Regions from separate parts of the Mus musculus genome. Here region 1 is linked to region 2. A link is a contact called in public Hi-C data. All regions are on one chromosome and are shown on one strand. Each heading gives the region's core, a stretch centred on a gene start, on an enhancer-like site or on the middle of the called end of the contact. The rest is flanking DNA. Distances are from core to core; before and after follow the strand shown.

The links. A called contact is a pair of places that touch in the nucleus more often than the background predicts.
Region 1: a Hi-C map of liver shows a contact between it and region 2, with 6 times the contacts expected there. The contact joins two enhancer-like sites. A contact is called at or near these places in 3 of 484 Hi-C or Micro-C datasets (all in liver) and 1 of 115 datasets of contacts at active chromatin or transcription factors (liver).

What each region holds. Positions count from the first base shown.
Region 1 is chr6:36,176,476-36,179,980 of GRCm38.p6, forward strand. No RefSeq gene overlaps it. Among named protein-coding and RNA genes, the nearest start is that of Gm38790, 180 kb to the left of the region's middle. Within about 2 kb of position 1,611, at least 2 of the 459 cell types and tissues checked have an H3K27ac peak or open chromatin away from gene starts, as enhancers often do. A contact at or near this core is called in liver, where this site is marked.
Region 2 is chr6:35,872,589-35,876,181 of GRCm38.p6, forward strand. No RefSeq gene overlaps it. Among named protein-coding and RNA genes, the nearest start is that of Gm23273, 100 kb to the right of the region's middle. Within about 2 kb of position 2,228, at least 2 of the 459 cell types and tissues checked have an H3K27ac peak or open chromatin away from gene starts, as enhancers often do. A contact at or near this core is called in liver, where this site is marked.

The sequences.
Region 1 (3,505 bases), core at 361-2,860, 300 kb after region 2:
GTAGACTATTCTTTATTTGATATTTTTGACAACATAATCATACTTTTGCATCACATTCTCTGAAAGATTTTGAAATGCGATTTTACATTTATTTCCATTTATTTTTTTTCCTTACTATGTATACTCATTTACTTCTGGATAAAGATTGAAATCACAGCACACTTCTGAAACAAATGTGTAAAAATCTATGACTTCTACCCTATCACAGAACATAGTATCTCTGGGATTAAAAATAAAGGATCAATTACTAGTTGTACAGTCTTAATCCTGATGCACAAACACTCATGGTTGGTCCCCTGATTTAACTCTTCATTGTGTGAAAACCTTTTGTGAAATCACCAGAAGTGGGTTTCAGGCAACAGGGCTTTGAGGAGCACACAACTGAAGCACACATTGGAGAAGGCAGCCTGGAGTGCAAAGTCAGCTTTCAAAAATAAATAAGTGAAGGGCAAAGACACCCAGAACACAGTGAGACTAGAACCTATGACCTATGCTTTCTTGTTTCATGGTTAAGAAGAGTAAAAATTTGTCCTAGTACATAATGAAATAGCTATGGTGTGCTGTGACCTCTTGTGTAAGCAGTAGCCATTTCCTTATACTCAGCACAGTTGTCAAGTGTTCCGTTGGAAATTATTTCGAACCATAATTTGCTATGAATGGAAAGTTCTTCAGCATTACCTCCCAATTCATGTGGATTATCATAGTTCTCTATCTACTTTCTGATTGACACCATGGTCAAAAAAACTTGGTGGGAAAAGGATTCTTTTCATCTTATACTTCCAAATAAAGATCTATCACTCAGGGAAGTTGGGGCAGGAACTTAAAACAGGAACCTGGAGGCAGGAACTGAAGCAGAGGCTATGGAGGAATGCTGTTTACTGGCTTGCTTCCCATGGTCTTCTCAGCCTGTTTTCTTATACAACCTAGGACCACCTGCCCAGGGTTAGAACTATATACAATGATCTGAGCCCTGCCATGCCAATTATTAATCAGGAAAATACCCTACAGACTTGCTTACAGTCCTAACTGATGGAAGGGTTTCTCAACTGATGTTTCTTTTTCAGTTTCTTTTTCAGATTGTGACAAAAACTAGTGAGAACACTGATTTAAAAGGAGGAGAAAAATAGGGTGATCCTAAGAAAGCCAGAGGAAAGCATTTGTTAAAGATATTTACATGAACCCCCAAAAGTGATTCTATTGTAGTAATGGCCAAAATCATTTCTAAGGTAAGCAATATGCTTCAACAATAGCATCCTGAAGGATGGTTGCTGCATAATTTTTCCTCCTCTATAGTATCCAGAAATATTTACTTTTCAGCCATCAGCCCTCTACACTTACTTCTTCCATATTAACAGTTTTTATTTTCTCTAGCTTATGGAATATGGTGAAGACCTGTATAGCTGATGACCTACCTTAGCCCAACAGATTTTCTTGCCCTATCAGTTAGGAAAACTGAAACCCCCATTGACAGAAACTCAGCACAAAAGCTGTATTTGGATTTCCATTGCTCTGCGTCTAGACATTAGCCTGTTCTCTACAGCAATGTAGTCTGGTAATGAACCCTTGTTCTGTGGACTTATACAACTGCCAGATTGATTTTTGTTTTAGGAGTATCAAGGTCAATGTCTAAGATGAAATCTGTTCTATTTGCTGCATCACTTTCCTAATGGAGTCCTTAGAACTAAAGAGTGCTTATAAAGTGTGTGTCATAGCAACTATCACATACTAAATACTCAGGGCTATAGGTTCTTTTTTTTTTTTTTTTTTTTTACATTTTTTATTAGAGATTTTCTTTATTTACATTTCAAATGCTATCCCTAAGGTTCCCTATACCCCCCCACCCTGCTCCCCTACCCACCCACTCCCACTTCTTGGCCCTGGCATTCCCCTATACTGGGGCATATAAAGTTTGCAATACCAAGGGGCCTCTCTTCCCAATGATGGCCGACTAGGCCATCTTCTGTTACATATGCAGCTAGAGACACGAGCTCCGGAGGTACTGCTTAGTTCATACTGTTGTTCCACCTATTGGGTTGCAGACCCCTTTAGCTCCTTGGGTACTTTCTCTAGCTCCTCCATTGGGGGCCCTGTGTTCCATCTTATAGATGACTGTGAGCATCCACTTCTATATTTGCCAGGCACTGGCATAGCCTCATACGAGACATCTATATCAGGGTCCCTTCAGCAAAATCTTGCTAGCATATGCAATAGTGTATGGGTTAAGTCATTAGATATGCACTCATTGATAAGTGGATATTAGCCCAGAAACTTAGAATACCCAAGATACACTTTGCAAAACACAAGAAAATCAAGAAGAAGGAAGACCAACGTGTGGATACTTCATTACTCCTTTGAATAGGGAACAAAATACCCGTGAAAGGAGTTACAGAGACAAAGTTTGGAGCTGAGATGAAGGGATGGACTATCCAGAGACTACCCCACCCAAGGATCCATCCCATATAGATTCTTACAATGATGAGAGAGATAGTATTAGAAATCCTATGAACCTCAAGTGGATATTGTCAATAACCTAAATTCACACTGAATCTTCTCTTCCTTCAATGGTATACTGGATTACATCTCACATGCCCCTCTTCCTACTAAAATATGCCTAGTTCTCATTGTGTGAGTTACTTTCCTTGTGGTTGAGACAAAGTACCTGACAGAAGCCACCTGAGGGAGGAGAAGTTTATTTTGGCCCATAGCTTAAGGAGTTTCAGTCCTCCATGGTGGGGAAGACATGGCAGATGGGTTCTATGCTTGAATTGATGTCTGTGAGTGTAGTGCTGACTTCTAAGCAGAGAACTTGGTCTTAAGCTTCCCAGCTGTAACACTACTCCCACACCCATCCCTGTATCTTCTGTCTGCCAGCTAAACCTCACGTCTAGAAGGTTTCACAAACTCCCCAGATAAAACCAGCAGCTGGATAGCAAATGTTTAAACACATAATCCTGTGAATGATATTTCACACTCAAATCATAGCGTGTGCCCAGAGAGTTTGAGGGCATCGGTAAACAAGCCAAACTTCGTAAGTTACTGTTCTAAAAAAGACGGGAAATCTTGGTAATTCCTATAAATCCATTCAACTTAAACCTTGGCAGTCAACGGGAGTATGAGCCAATATTATCATGGTCCATCTATTCCTGACAAAATTGTCAAGTCAATTCCACCTAAGTGTCACATACTTAGACTATCCCAATATTTTGCACTTTATAAAAACTTAAATCATATTCACTCATTTTATATAAAAGAGAGAAAGCACTTACAGTCTGTGATCATCCTGCTGTTGGCTAAGAGTTCTGGTGGTGATTGGGTAAAGCTCAGCGTGTAGTTTTATTTATGCCAGCACTTAGAAAGTGATTTAACCAGTGATGTGGGAGGTAGGCAAGGGGGTGGCATTACATTTCAACAAACACTTAGAAATCTCTGGAGCTGGAGGCTGGACAAATAGAATTTACCAAAAATGGAATAGTTGTGTGCGTTTTTGATGGAGAGTCCAGCAATG
Region 2 (3,593 bases), core at 978-3,477:
TTGGAGGAGTTCAAGGAATTCATGAACATTTCAGCAAGAAAAGAAGAAACAGCAATCTTCCATGGCTGGACACTATATATTCTGTATCTTTTCAACATTTTATCTCACACAACTTGAACATGTGTCATTTCAGTATGAACAGAGATATCTCACTAAACAAGATTCCAGAGTATTCTCTGCTATGTATGGTCTTATGTTAGTTGTTCCTCAGGCTTTGCGGTTAGATTTTAATAGTTTGGGGTTGGTTTTAATCTTTTGTATTTTTAAGGGGGATATGTTCGCTTCTTTACAGTCACATTTTCTTTTTCAACAATAAGGATATTTATGGAAATATTCATTTCTATCTAGGCTTTTTCATCAAAAAGTGTACATAATGTACCTTAATTGGTAATCATTTCTAAACTACCTGGAATTCAGTTTTGATTAGCTTTTTTCTTTGAGTGAAAGGTTCCTGGCATATTCTGATAGAGCAGTGAACATGTCTGGCAGTGTTCCATATGGTATTATCCAGTATCATGACCCCAATCTTAGTGAGTATGAAAGTGCCTTGCTGGGTCCACACAATAAAAGATTCCCCCAGGACCACATTTCTGAATCCTGATTCTAAGCAACAATCACTGTAGTTTAAAATCTTTTTATTTAAAAATATTTCATTTATGCATCTAAGTGTTTTGCTTGCATATATGTCTATATACCATGTGCATGCTGGCACCTGTAGAGGCCAAAAGAGGGCGCTGGATCCCCTAGAACTAGAATTATAGGCAGGACTGAGCTGCCATGTAGCTGCTAGGATTCGAACCGAGATCCTCTGGAAGAACAGTCAGTGCTCTTAACTACTAAGTCATGTTTCCAGTCCCTAAATCAATTCTTAGACAGTAGCATTTTTATTATAGTCTGAAATTACTTGTTTCCTCCAAGGAGATAGTTGCTTTATTAATGTGTTAGCTATTAAACTGAATTTGGCTTCATATTTACCATATATTTTACATTATTAACAATATCAGTTTTTAAAAACAGAGAGAGAAAAGGCATAGCTGTGGAAGCAGAACTCTATGCAAGTCTCTTCTAGTAGTGCTTGAGAGAGTCCTTCACTCCCAGTCCTAACCCTGGCCCTGATATGGCCAGCTACCAGAATCACCCAGTTAGAGAGATTTAAGAACTGCATGTTGCCATCCAGTCAACAACAGCGACAATGAGTGCCTTAAGTCACACATTCAGTGCCATCATAATGGAATGTCACTCTGTTACTCATCACAAACCAGTAATTGATGTTTCCTGTCATAGCTGACAGATCCATAAATCCAATTTTTCATGTTGCATAACTTGAAGAAAGCTTTTTTTTTGTCCTTGATGATAGAAATTAACTTTGAACTGCAAGCCTTCCCCCCTCATCCTCTCTTCAGGTGGGAAATCCTTTATTCACAACTTAAGGTGATTTTTCTTACCTTTTAGCTTAAAGAGTGAAGCCATTTAATGCTGCATGGCCAACAATGATTTGTTAAAGAGATTAAACTGCACTTCCTAGAAAGATTAGTTCTATTATAATTAAGGGACCATTGTATAGCATAGAGTATTTTTGCCCACAGTGCCCTAAAACATGTAGCTATGAGCAAACGTTGGGTCTACCTCCAGAGACTGAAACAAGGAAGTAGTCCCACCCAGGAAATGTCACTCTACATCTCTCATGTATTTGTGTACTTAGTTATACCCAAGAGGGTGGAAGACAAAGTATCTTTGCCTTTTTAAAAAGACAGTGATTCAGGAGCTATCAGGGAAAATAACACTGTAATAATATGGATATTGTTCAATGAATCAGTAGTGTTATAACTACCAAGAAAGGGTCACTATAAGAACAGGGGTACAACAAAATAAGGAGTCACATGCTTTTAAGGTTTTTTTTTTCCACTTAATTCTCTTCAAATGATTTTGGGGTAAACGTACTTAGTGGGTTGGAAGTTATTAACTTCCTATTCTTGCGATTGATGATGGCTCCCACAGCAGAGCTGTCTGTTAATATTACCTAAGTGACTAGCTTCATTTACAAGTACCCTCTGAGCCCAGAATCATAACTGTGCCTTACAGCCATTCATGGGCCAATAAACTACTTGGCATGAGTGATACTTTAATACAAAAAAATTAATTAGACTTGTGGTTACTCGTGTCTCTCTTCTGGAGCAAGGACGTTCTTTGCCCCAAGAGGACTTTTATTGATGTGATTCTTACACAAGACCTCTAAACAAATATAAAACCTCTGTTCAGAACTAACCTAATGATCATGGCCTTGAGGGCCCGGGTTCTCCTGCTAATTCTCCCATCAGCTCTTCACGTGATATTGTGCTTATCATTTATCTTCTTTGGGCTTCAACTTCATTATCCTTAATCCAGAAGAGCGAGAGTAGAAAGGTCAGTTTCCGTATAACTCAAATATTTGGAAACTGGGACAAATATGATATCTACATTCCTCAGAAGCTTGCAGACAAAACACATAGTTACCTGGATTTTATGGAAAACGTATGCTCTTTCTTTCCTTTCAGGAATCACTAATTGTCATGAAAAGTTGCCTGGGATGGAAGTTTTCTCCTCAATGAGAAAAATATACTTGAATGACTACTGGTCAAATGGGAATTGATTTGTCATCGAATGTAAAGCATGATTATTTTCTTATGCACAGGCAGGGTAAAATCTTGTGTTTTACAGGAAGTATGGCCATGAAAACATATAAGAAAATAGAGTTTAAATATATTTAATTCTCTTGGGCTTTTTTGCATGTGTGTTTTGCCTGCATGTTTGTGTATCCTGTGCATTATAGGTACAGGACCCAGAAGGGAGCATAAGGTCCCCCTGAATTGGAGTTATGGATGGAAGGTTGTGAACTACCAGGTGAGTGCTGGGAGCAGAACTTGGGTTCTCTGCAAGCAACACATGCTTTCAAGCCATCGTTCCATCCACCCTAGAACCCTCTTCATCATGAAAAGATGAAAGTTCCCCACCCTCCCGAATGACATCTTATTCTGCTGTCTGGAAGTAGCTGCTCCTATTTTTAATTTTCAGGCTCAGCTGTCTTCATTCCGTCTTTGTTCACACTGACTTCTTCACAGCATAGGATGCCATTATCTAACTTTAGGTTTTCAAAAGGATTGGAATCTGTCTTCTCTGACGGCTTTTCTGCTCTCCATACCCCATACCAGCTTGTCTGTTTCCAGCTTCCTTGCTTGAATACTCTGAAAACTTTAATATTACAACAGCTGAACAATAGCTGCACAGGGTTTTGCGGTTTTGCTTTGGCTTTTTTTTTTTTCTTTTCTTTTTTGGTAAGGAACTTCATTAGTCAAGAATGTCTCTGTTGCCTCTTATTGAGCATTTATCTTCTTGTCTCCTCTAAGACTAGCTCCACTTTTTCTTTCTCAAGTCACCAGGGACAGTCAGCTCAATATTGGAAAATATTTTATAGCTCTTTGTTGTGCTGCTATCCAGGCCTGAGTCCTGGTGACAGCATTCTTTTCCAAAAGTGGAACTCACACTTCTTCCTGTTCACTTCAAATCTCTCTTTCCTGTCCTCGTACATAGACTCTACACTTTGGTGTCAGACCTCT